Linked DNA regions of Mus musculus: region 2 is linked to region 1. A link is a contact called in public HiChIP or PLAC-seq data. All regions are on one chromosome and are shown on one strand. Each heading gives the region's core, a stretch centred on a gene start, on an enhancer-like site or on the middle of the called end of the contact. The rest is flanking DNA. Distances are from core to core; before and after follow the strand shown.

Region 1 (5,042 bases), core at 1,182-3,681:
GGCCCTCCCACATCAGTCACTAATTAAGAAAATGCCCGATCCCTGGATCTTATGGAGGCATTTTTCCCTATTGACGCGCTCCCTTTCAGGTGACTCTAGCCTGAGTCAAACTGACATTAAACGAGCCAGGACAGGAACACTTATCTAAGCCATAGCAGGGGACATGAACTGATGGGACTTCTGGGATGCTGACCCATTCTGTACCTTGGCCTGGAAAGTAGTTATAAAATGACCTTTCTGTAATTGTTATTTAAGAATATTATAAGGCTGGAGAGATGGCTCAGCCGGTAAGAGCACTGACTGCTCTTCAGAAGGTCCTGAGTTCAAATCCCAGCAACCACATGGTGGCTCACAACCATCTGTAAAGAGATTTGATGCCCTTTTCTGGAGTGTCTAAAGACAGCTACAGTGTACTCACATATAATAAATAAATAGATATTTTTTTAAAAAAAGAATATTATAGAATAGCCGGGCGTGGTGGCGCACGCCTTTAATCCCAGCACTCGGGAGGCAGAGGCAGGCGGATTTCTGAGTTCGAGGCCAGCCTGGTCTACAAAGTAAGTTCCAGGACAGCCAGGGCTATACAGAGAAACCCTGTCTCGAAAAAAACAAAAACAAAAAAAAAGTGCTTAAAGTATATGATTTCATATATGTGTATGTATATGTGTATATGTGTGTGTGTGTGTGTGTGTGTGTGTGTGTATGTGTGTGTGTATCAATTGCCAAGTCATACAAACACCTCCATGACCTAAAAATGAACATCTCCCTATAGCACTCTCTCTGCCAGTGGTCCTTTGGTTGTGACCCTCACAGAGGTCACATATCAGATGTTTATTTACATTGTGCACCATAACAATAGCAAGACTACAGTTGTGAAGTTGCAACAAAATAATTTTATAGTTGGGAGTCACTGCAACTTGAGAAACGGTATTAAAGGTTTAATTAAGCATTAAGCAGGTTGAGAACCACTGTTCTATCCCAATGCAAACCTACCTAGTGTCCCTAATAAATATTAGAAGCCTCTACCATAACGAGCTTAAAGCCAGACACTTTCTACTGCGAAGGCTTAACCAAACCTAATCGCCTGGAACACAGTTTGTCTCTGTCGGCAATGACTGACTTGGAGGCTTTGCTTCTCCGTGGAGCAGAGAGCAGATCGTTGAAGGTCGCTGTCCTGAAGAAGCTGGCGCACAGGAAGCAGTGAGCGTCACCTGGGCCAAGTGCCTCAGCTGGAACACCACTTCTTTCCACCATTCCCCAGCCACTCCACCCAACACACTCACAAGCACATACCCACCAACCAATGGTAGACACTGCAAAAGAAAACGCCACTCAGCTGCACAAGAGCAAATTGGTGGAGCATGGTAGCTCCTTGTACAATATATGTTTATACATATGTGTGTTTATATATATACATATATATGTATATTAGAGAGAGAGAGAACAGACAGGCTCAGAACACACTATATAACCATGAACTTATTTTGATCCTCCTGCTCAGCTTCTTAAATGGTGATATTACAGGCAGGAGCTATGATGCCCAGCCTGAAGAGACGTTAGTAGTCATAAATTGGATGAGCATGTGATAATGGGGTGCTGTACAACTAAGCAGCAGGGTATGGAGCTCTCTGCTCGGGAGACAGGGATGAGAACTGGGACTTCCCACAGACATTACCTCATGGTCTCAGCAGGGGGAGCAGAGGCGCTTTGCCCACACTTCACAGCCAGAGGCTCCTGGCTGGTTTTCCCTTTTGTGCTGTGAGTGGTAGGTGGAGTTTCCTTCTGTGAGCATCCCCGAGGACCATTTGTTTTGGCTTTTAGAACAGGAAGGGGGCACGGGGTGCGGGGAAAGCTACATGTGTGGGAGGGAATTTATGTTTCTTAGTAGTTGAATTCTTTTTCTCCTGAGGTAACCTGGGGTGAGGTGACCCATCTCTCCCTCTAGTTAAGGTAGTGACCCTCAATCTTCGTAAAGCGTCCACCCTTTAAAACAGTTCCTCGTGTTGCTGTGGCTCCCAACCCAAAGATTATTTCTGTTGCTACTTTGTAACTGTGAATTTGCTACTGTGATGAATCATGATGTAAACATCTGTTTTCCTACTTCTTATTCTAACCCCAAAGGGATCTCGACACACATGTTGGGAACCACTGAGTTAGAGGAATCGGAAACGTGCAGGAAAACTCCTTTATACCTGTTAGTCCCCTCTGATCTCTAACTGTGGATGAGATGACGCCTAAGGCGTAAAAGTTCTTCAGGGAAAAATGGATGGGCTTGTAGAACAGAGGAGGTAGCCCGTGAGAGGTGGATGGTGAGTATCCTGCAAAAATGGCCTTATAGCTCAGGAAATATGACGCAGCAGGATAGAACCTGCCAGGTGGGCAGAGCAGTCAACTTTGAAATCCCAGAGGCCAGCCCAGCCCTTCCGGTTTCCTGGAATGCTGTCCTTGTCACGTGGTGGTTGAGGAAAAACCCTGCAACAGCAACAGGGAAGCTGGAGTGACCCTCGTCCGCCACTAGGGGGCAGAGAAGCCGAGTGACTCGTATAAAGATACACATGCCAGGCTGAACCACCCCCCACCCCCCATCCCCACCCCGAGTCAAGGACTCACAGCCGGTATAGGCTGGCTCGCATAGCACAAGAGCCCACTGTCTCGCGGCCCAAAGCTGACGCCCTACCACTCAGACCAACAGTTGTGTGTCATGAGGAAGGTGGGACAGAGGTGACTCAGGGAAAAGCTGTTTTCCCCAACCCTGGCATTCGGTTAATCTCATTTCAAACCCTGTCACTCACCCAGAAAGACTGCTCAGCCTGCCTTACTTCCGCTGCTGGAGCCCTGGAATGTGGCAGCAGCAGCTGTCAGGGTGATGTGGAGGCCCAGCTGGGGTGGAGAGAGGAAAGGTACCACCCAAGGGTCGTCAGAGGATTGGAAGCAGTGAGGAGACCCATCCATCACTCAGTCGGGTCCAGCGCCACCCCACCTTACTGAGAAAGCTGCAGAAGGTGGAAGCCACCTCAACCCTATTTTTCTTCACGTGATAGAATGGAGACCGGGGCCTTTCGCATGCTAAGCAAGCATATAGACTGCATTGCCAGCCCTGATGTATTTTAGGTGCTGCTAATACTGAGTTTCTTCGCCGGGCGTGGTGGCGCTCCCAGCAGAGGCAGGCAAGGCCAGCCTGGTCTACAGAGTGAGTTCCAGGACAGCCAGGGCTACAAAGAGAAACCCTGTCTCAAAAAAACAAAAACAAAACAAAAAAATACTGAGTTTCTTCATGGATGTGTGAACAGAAGAGTCTCTAGGGTTGGGAGGTGTGACTCCTCCGTAGTAGAGCATTTGCCCAGCATGTGCAAGGTTTTCGGAGCTCAGCATCACAGAAAAGATAAAGGGAGGGGAAGAGAGAGAGAGAGAGGTTCCTTATGTATATGAAAGTATGCATCTATAGGGATCATGAATGCAAACAAAGCTTGGGAAATAAGGACTGATGTCAGCAGATATAAACAAGAAGACTCGTAACTGTGGCTTCTTATGTGGTGTTAGCCTTTCCTGTACACGGTCTTTGTTTAAACCTCAAGATTCCATCAGGGCAGCACCTTCAACACTGACATCGGGCAGTTGAGAGCCCATGCGCCTCTGATTACCCAGCTGACTTGATGCAGCTAGTTAGTGCCAACATTCTAATCAGTGTCTGTGTGATTCAAGCTGGGCTGGAGGAATGACCTCATGTGTGTGCTGGAAGTGAGTGTGTGGGCTGGAGAGATGGCTCAGCGGTTAAGAGCAGCACTGACTGCTCTTCCAGAGGTCCTGAGTTCAATTCCCAGAAACCACACGATGGCTCACAACCATCTGTCATGGGATCCAATGCCCTCTTCTGGGGTGTCTGAGGACAGCGACAGTGTACTCATATACATAAAATAAATAAATAATTCTTTAAAAGAAAAAGTGGGTGTGTAATATTTCCAACCAGCCAGGGAAGGGTTGCTGCAGGCAACAGGGAGAGGGAAAAGTCGAGAGTGAATGTATCCCTTCTGCCTGACCATATATAAACATACTTAATTTATATCGATGAATCTGTAGATATGATGTGTATTTATTATTAGCCTATATTTGTGCACATGTGTACTTGTGTATGTATATAGATATACAGATGGATGGATGGATAGATGGACAAGTGGGTGTAACTAAAGTAATCCAGTCACAGAAGGGGACAGATAATGTTACAGTAAAAAAAAAAAAAAAAAAAAAAAATCTTTGTAAAGGGAATAGAATCTATAGACTGCGTAATAATCCAACCTTCCAACTGGGCCAGATCCTTCACTGGGCCAAAGGAGCATCCCTAGGAAAGCAGCCTCACCTTAAACCACGCTAGAGAGAGAGGTCGAATAATTAGTCCTTTAATAAGATGCTGTGCTTTTCTCTCCAGAGTCCCCACCCCTAGGGCAGTAGCTTGCTGGCCACAGGGCTGCAGCATCTCAGGCTTATAGCTTGTAACCCTTCTGAATTATTTGGGAAATTCTACCTCTTCTCTCTCTCTCTCTCTCTCTTTGCTTTTTGGGTTTTTTTGTTTTTGTTTTTGTTTTTGTTTTTGTTTTTGTCGAGACAGGGTTTCTCTGTATAGCCCTGGCTGTCCTGGAACTCACTCTGTAGACCAAGCTGGCCTCGAACTCAGAAATCTGCCTGCCTTAGCCTCCCAAGTGCTGGGATTAAAGGCGTGCGCGACCACCGCCTGGCTGAATCCATTCTTAAATTCTTTTATTAATGAGACTAAGAACCCCCAAGTGGGGTCCCCAATTTCCCCTGTATCAACACGATATGATTCTGTGTATGTGAAGAACCTAGAGTAACCAAATGCATAGACCAGAGGAGAATAGTCATTGTCAGGGACTGAAGAGAAGAAAAATGAGGAAAGGTTCATCTACCTGTTGATTTATGCTGGGGACTGAATCCAAGGCCTCACAGACTGACTCTACTACTGAGCTACATCCTAAGCCTAAGTCGTGTTAATAGATACACAATTTTGGTTTTCCAATGAAGAAAGTTCT
Region 2 (4,569 bases), core at 98-2,597, 550 kb after region 1:
GGGAGAGCCTGATTATAAGTTGATGGCTTTGTTATTTCCTCTTGAGTTAATTTCCTTACACACTTAGGGGCAAGTTAGGTTTCAAAACCCACTCAGTCTTTTGCCTTGATCATACAGAGTAATGAGTAGGTTTCCCCACACAATTTATAATTATCCTGGAGAAAAAAAAAAAAAGAAGTCTTCATTCCTAAAGAAAGGATTAAAGAAAACTCAGTGTCAAGCCCTCCCCAACTCAGCTACAGCAGATAATGGAGCTGTTATTCTTGGGTTAGCTCATGCATGGGACCTGCCTTCTGAGCAACTCAGTCGAGGTTATCTGGTGCTGGCCGCATCCAGCCCATCAACCATAGATTAAGGCTGTGTTCCAAGGAGGCCGCATTCTTAGCTCTGAGAAGTACATCCCCAGATCAAGTCACTGGGTGTTGGGAAAGAAAAGGGAGTCTGAGCGTGAGCCAGCTCACATGGTTTTAAATAAGAGCTCTCTATGGGAGGCCCATCTCTGTTGTAGGCTGTTCTTCCCATATGTACGGCTTCGGTTCTCATTCCTCTACTCTGTTTCCACATTCCTAGCAGCAGAAATCACAGAGAAACCAGCTCCCCTCCACTCCCTAATGAACTCATCCTTGTGTTCCCACAGTGTGGACCATGAGAACATCTGCTGGCCTGGGTCTGTGAGCCAGCCTTTCTTCTCAGAGCTACTGAAGAAGAATCTAATTTCTAGGTGTGTGTGTGTGTCTGTATGTCTGTGTGTGTCTGTGTGTGTCTGGGTATCTGTGTGTCTATGTGTGTGTGTGTTGTGCATCTGTGTGTCTGTATGTGCATAGGTGTCTGTGTGTCTGTGCCTGTATGTCTGTGTGTCTGTGTGTCTGTGCCTGTGTGTCTGTGTGTGTGTGTGTCTGTGTTTCTCTGTGTTTCTGTGTGTGTCTGTATGTGTATGTGTGTGTGTGTGAATTCATGTACACTAAAATGTATGTAGGTCAAAGGACAACTTGCACAAGGTGGTTCTCACTCTCCACCATGTAGGGTCCAGGTACCAAACTCTTCCCTCAGTGGCAATTACCTTCACCCACTAAGTCATCTTGACAACCTAAGACCTCTATTTTGATCACTCCCTTTCTTTTTGAATTGTCTGGACACTCCTACAAAACAAAACAAAACAAAACACTATAAGTCTACAGCTCTCCTTCACTCAGCTCAGAGGAGGCTTTGCAACCTCTGTCCTCCCGTTTCAAAGTTCAGTGCGCCTCCATTCATCTGCACTCCCAACCATGTTCTCAAACCACTTTGGAGTGGTGGATACTATACAAATTTGGCTGTGCCATCCAGCCACTAATTAACTCCAGGCCTTTCCACAAAGTCTCTGGACTGTGGCAAGCCTTTAGGCCACACCCATAACAAGATTGCAATCCCTCAGAAATGGAAAACGTAGAGACTGAAGAAACTTCTCCATGGATATAAGAAGAGGTTCTTCTGTTGTACCAACCCATGCTCACTTTAAAATCGTCATCATCTGAAACACAGGGACACTGTTCTCTAAGCTATGGTCACACTGGGGGAAGGATAAAAGCATCCGAAATAAGAAGTTTGCACCTATCTCCAGACACCAAACCCTGCTGCTTTGCTGATGCCAAGAAGTGCTTGCTGACAGGAGCCTGATATAGCTTTCCCCTGAGAGGCTCTGCCAGAGCCTGACAGATACAGATGCAGATGCTTGTAGCCAACCATTGGACTGAGCACAGGGTCCCCAACCGAGGAGTTAGGAAAATGACTGAAGGAGCTGAAGGGGTTTGCAACCTCATAGGAAGAACAACATTATCAACTGACCAGACACCCCCAGAGCTCCCAGGGACTAAACCACCAACCAAAGACCCATGGCTCCAGCTGCATGTGTAGCAGAGGCTGGCCTTATCTGACATCAATGGGAAGGGAGGCTCTTAGTCCTGTGAAGGCTAGATACCCCAGTATAGGGGAATGCTAGGATGGTGAGGCAGGAGTGCATGGGTGCGTGGGGGAGCACCTTCATAGAAGCAGGGGTAGAGAGGATATGATAGAGGGTTCCCGGTGGAGAAACCGGGAAAGGGATAACAGTTGAAATGTAAATAAATAAAATATTCAATTAAAAAAAAAGTTTGCACCTCTTACAGCCTCGGAGTCCTTGAATAACACAGTGATGGAAGCCATTCTCACTCACCGGTGCTCTGCTAAGAGAGCAGGCTTTCTCTATTGGAAGAATGCTGCCATTGCCCAACCCCCACGCCAAGTTCTAAATATGTAACAAGCATTAAGAGTGGAGGGCACTGCTCACCAAGATAAAGAAAGAATTGGGGCTAGGAAAATAGTTGGGTCAGTAAAGTACTGGACATGCAAGAGTGAAGGCCCCAAGCTCAGATTTCCAGCACCCAGATTATTAAAAATCTGGTGTTATAGCACACACCTCTAATCCCAGTGCTATGAAACCCAAGATATGGGGATTTCTGAGGATTGCTGGCCTGTCTATCCAATCAAGTTCAATGAAAGGCTCTCTATGTTTTTTTAAAAGTAGAAAACAATAGAAGAGTAATCTCTAAGATCTATCCACCTTTGGCCATAACATATATGTGTACCCACGGTCATGTGAACACATGGGCACATAGACCTACACACACATATTAAAAAGTATAATTGTACATAAGCTCTTAGTGGGACAGGAGATGGGGAGGCCCCATGGCAAAAACAGGAAGTAAAGAATGCTTTCCCCAAGATTTACTGCAGCGTGACATCGAAGTCCAAGAATGTATATACGTTGTACATCATTGGTGTTCTAATCTTCAAACCGTCACTCTAGTGTGGACTCACAGGACTAGATTTTTGTTAGAGACTTAGAAGGCATGGGGACCCATCTCTAAGCCAACCCATTGTGGTTCTGAGAACAACCAAGAACCCAGGAGGCTCAACACACCATGAAGCTGTTCCAATTAACACTATACCTGATGATTGAAAGCCAAACAGCCAAGAGCAACCAAGACAACTGTCACCACAAACATAAACTGAGACTCGTATTTACCCCTCTTGTGTCTCCCAGATATGAAAAGCATTAGATAATAATAGCTGACAGAGCTTCTATACAGCAGATTTGCTGTGCAAGTAAACACGCTTGCTATAAAATCTTAAGTACAGGTTCCTTCCATAATAACGGATTCAGTTGATCACATGATGATGTTAAGTCCCAGGTCTCCAGTGCTGAGCAAGGCGAACAGGCAAAGTGTCTTGTGCTAAAACCAGTGTTGGAAGCTCAGTGTAGTGATACACGCCCGTGATCCCAGCACGGGGTAGACAGGGAATGGAGAGTTCTTGGTTAGCATGGGCTTCCATAGTGAGACACTGTCCAATGTGTACACGCTAAAAGTCAAGCTGTAACCACGACGTCATCCTAAAGCTGCTCCCTCCCTTGCAAGGACGCAGGTCCTTTCTCTTTAAGACCCTTAATAAAGGGCTGGCCAGTGAGTGTGTCAGTAAACATTCAGAATAGCTTGGCCCCAGCCCTGGGCTCTCCCTTCACGTTCTAATTCACTCATTTTCTAGGGACAGTAGGGAGTGGAGTGGGGTCTCACTATTTGGCACTGGCTTGTCTACGCAGATGAAGATGACCTCAAATAGGTGGCAATCCCCCTGTCTCTGCTTCCCAAGCACTCAGATAACAGGCATGTACTGCCACACCCATCCCATTCTAACTTGGGCAATTCTCCAGCTACTCGTGAGTAAGTCCTGGCACAGAGTAAGGCCAGCCTCCTAAGCGTCCATCTCCCTGAATCTCCCACCACTACCCAGACTCCCAAAGGCAAACTGACCTTGTGTGTGTTGCCAGACAAACATTTGGAAGCACAGCTCTGACAATCTCCCTTTACCTGGACATTGAAGCTGAAACTCAAACTCACATCTGTGCTGGTAGGGACCTAACCATGCCCCACCTCCAGGACATTTGAGTCCTCAGTCCCAGTACCTCAGAAGGTGACCTCATTCAGTAAAAGGACCCATAGCAACCCAAGATCAAGTTAAGGTGAGGCCACTACAATAGTGACTCGTGGTCATTAAAGGGGGATTAAAACACAGATATGTATATAGAGGGATGATGCTGTGAGGAGCTACAGGAAGAAGATGGCAGCCTTAAGCAGGCCAAGGAGGGAGGACCTAGAACAGATATGTCTGTCACACCTCCCTACTTACCACCCCTGAAGGAAGCAACCTTGATGCATTATTCTATCATGGCCCCTTCATTTCTCACTGCTCAGTTCTTGGCTTGGCTCCCTTTCTCTGGCAGCACTGCCTTCTCTCAGTTGCATTTATCTCTTGGGGGCCATAGAAGAGAAACAGCCAAATAGCTGTAGAACTCAAGGAATGCAGCTCACTGGTTAGCACAATCATGATGGTTGTGCCTCAAAGAGGTAGATCCTGAGGACTACATGTCCTGAAGACTTCATGCTGTTGTGGAGTTTCTCTCTACTTGTCTTTATGGTCACCACATCCCATGTAATCTATGAATTGTGTGGAAACTCAAAGGGGGCTTCCAGTCCCTCACGAGGCAGTGCCATA

What was found. HiChIP or PLAC-seq counts read pairs in DNA pulled down with a chosen protein or histone mark.
Region 2: a contact with region 1 is called in a CTCF HiChIP or PLAC-seq map of the NIH/3T3 cell line, with 5 read pairs. The contact joins two enhancer-like sites.

The regions. Positions count from the first base shown.
Region 1 is chr17:70,735,895-70,740,936 of GRCm38.p6, forward strand. All of the region lies in intron 6 of Dlgap1 (DLG associated protein 1), which reads left to right. Among named protein-coding and RNA genes, the nearest start is that of Gm36746, 21 kb to the left of the region's middle. Within about 2 kb of position 2,432, at least 213 of the 459 cell types and tissues checked have an H3K27ac peak or open chromatin away from gene starts, as enhancers often do. A contact at or near this core is called in the NIH/3T3 cell line, where this site is marked.
Region 2 is chr17:71,289,369-71,293,937 of GRCm38.p6, forward strand. All of the region lies in intron 2 of Emilin2 (elastin microfibril interfacer 2), which reads right to left. Among named protein-coding and RNA genes, the nearest start is that of Emilin2, 19 kb to the right of the region's middle. Within about 2 kb of position 1,348, at least 38 of the 459 cell types and tissues checked have an H3K27ac peak or open chromatin away from gene starts, as enhancers often do. A contact at or near this core is called in the NIH/3T3 cell line, where this site is marked.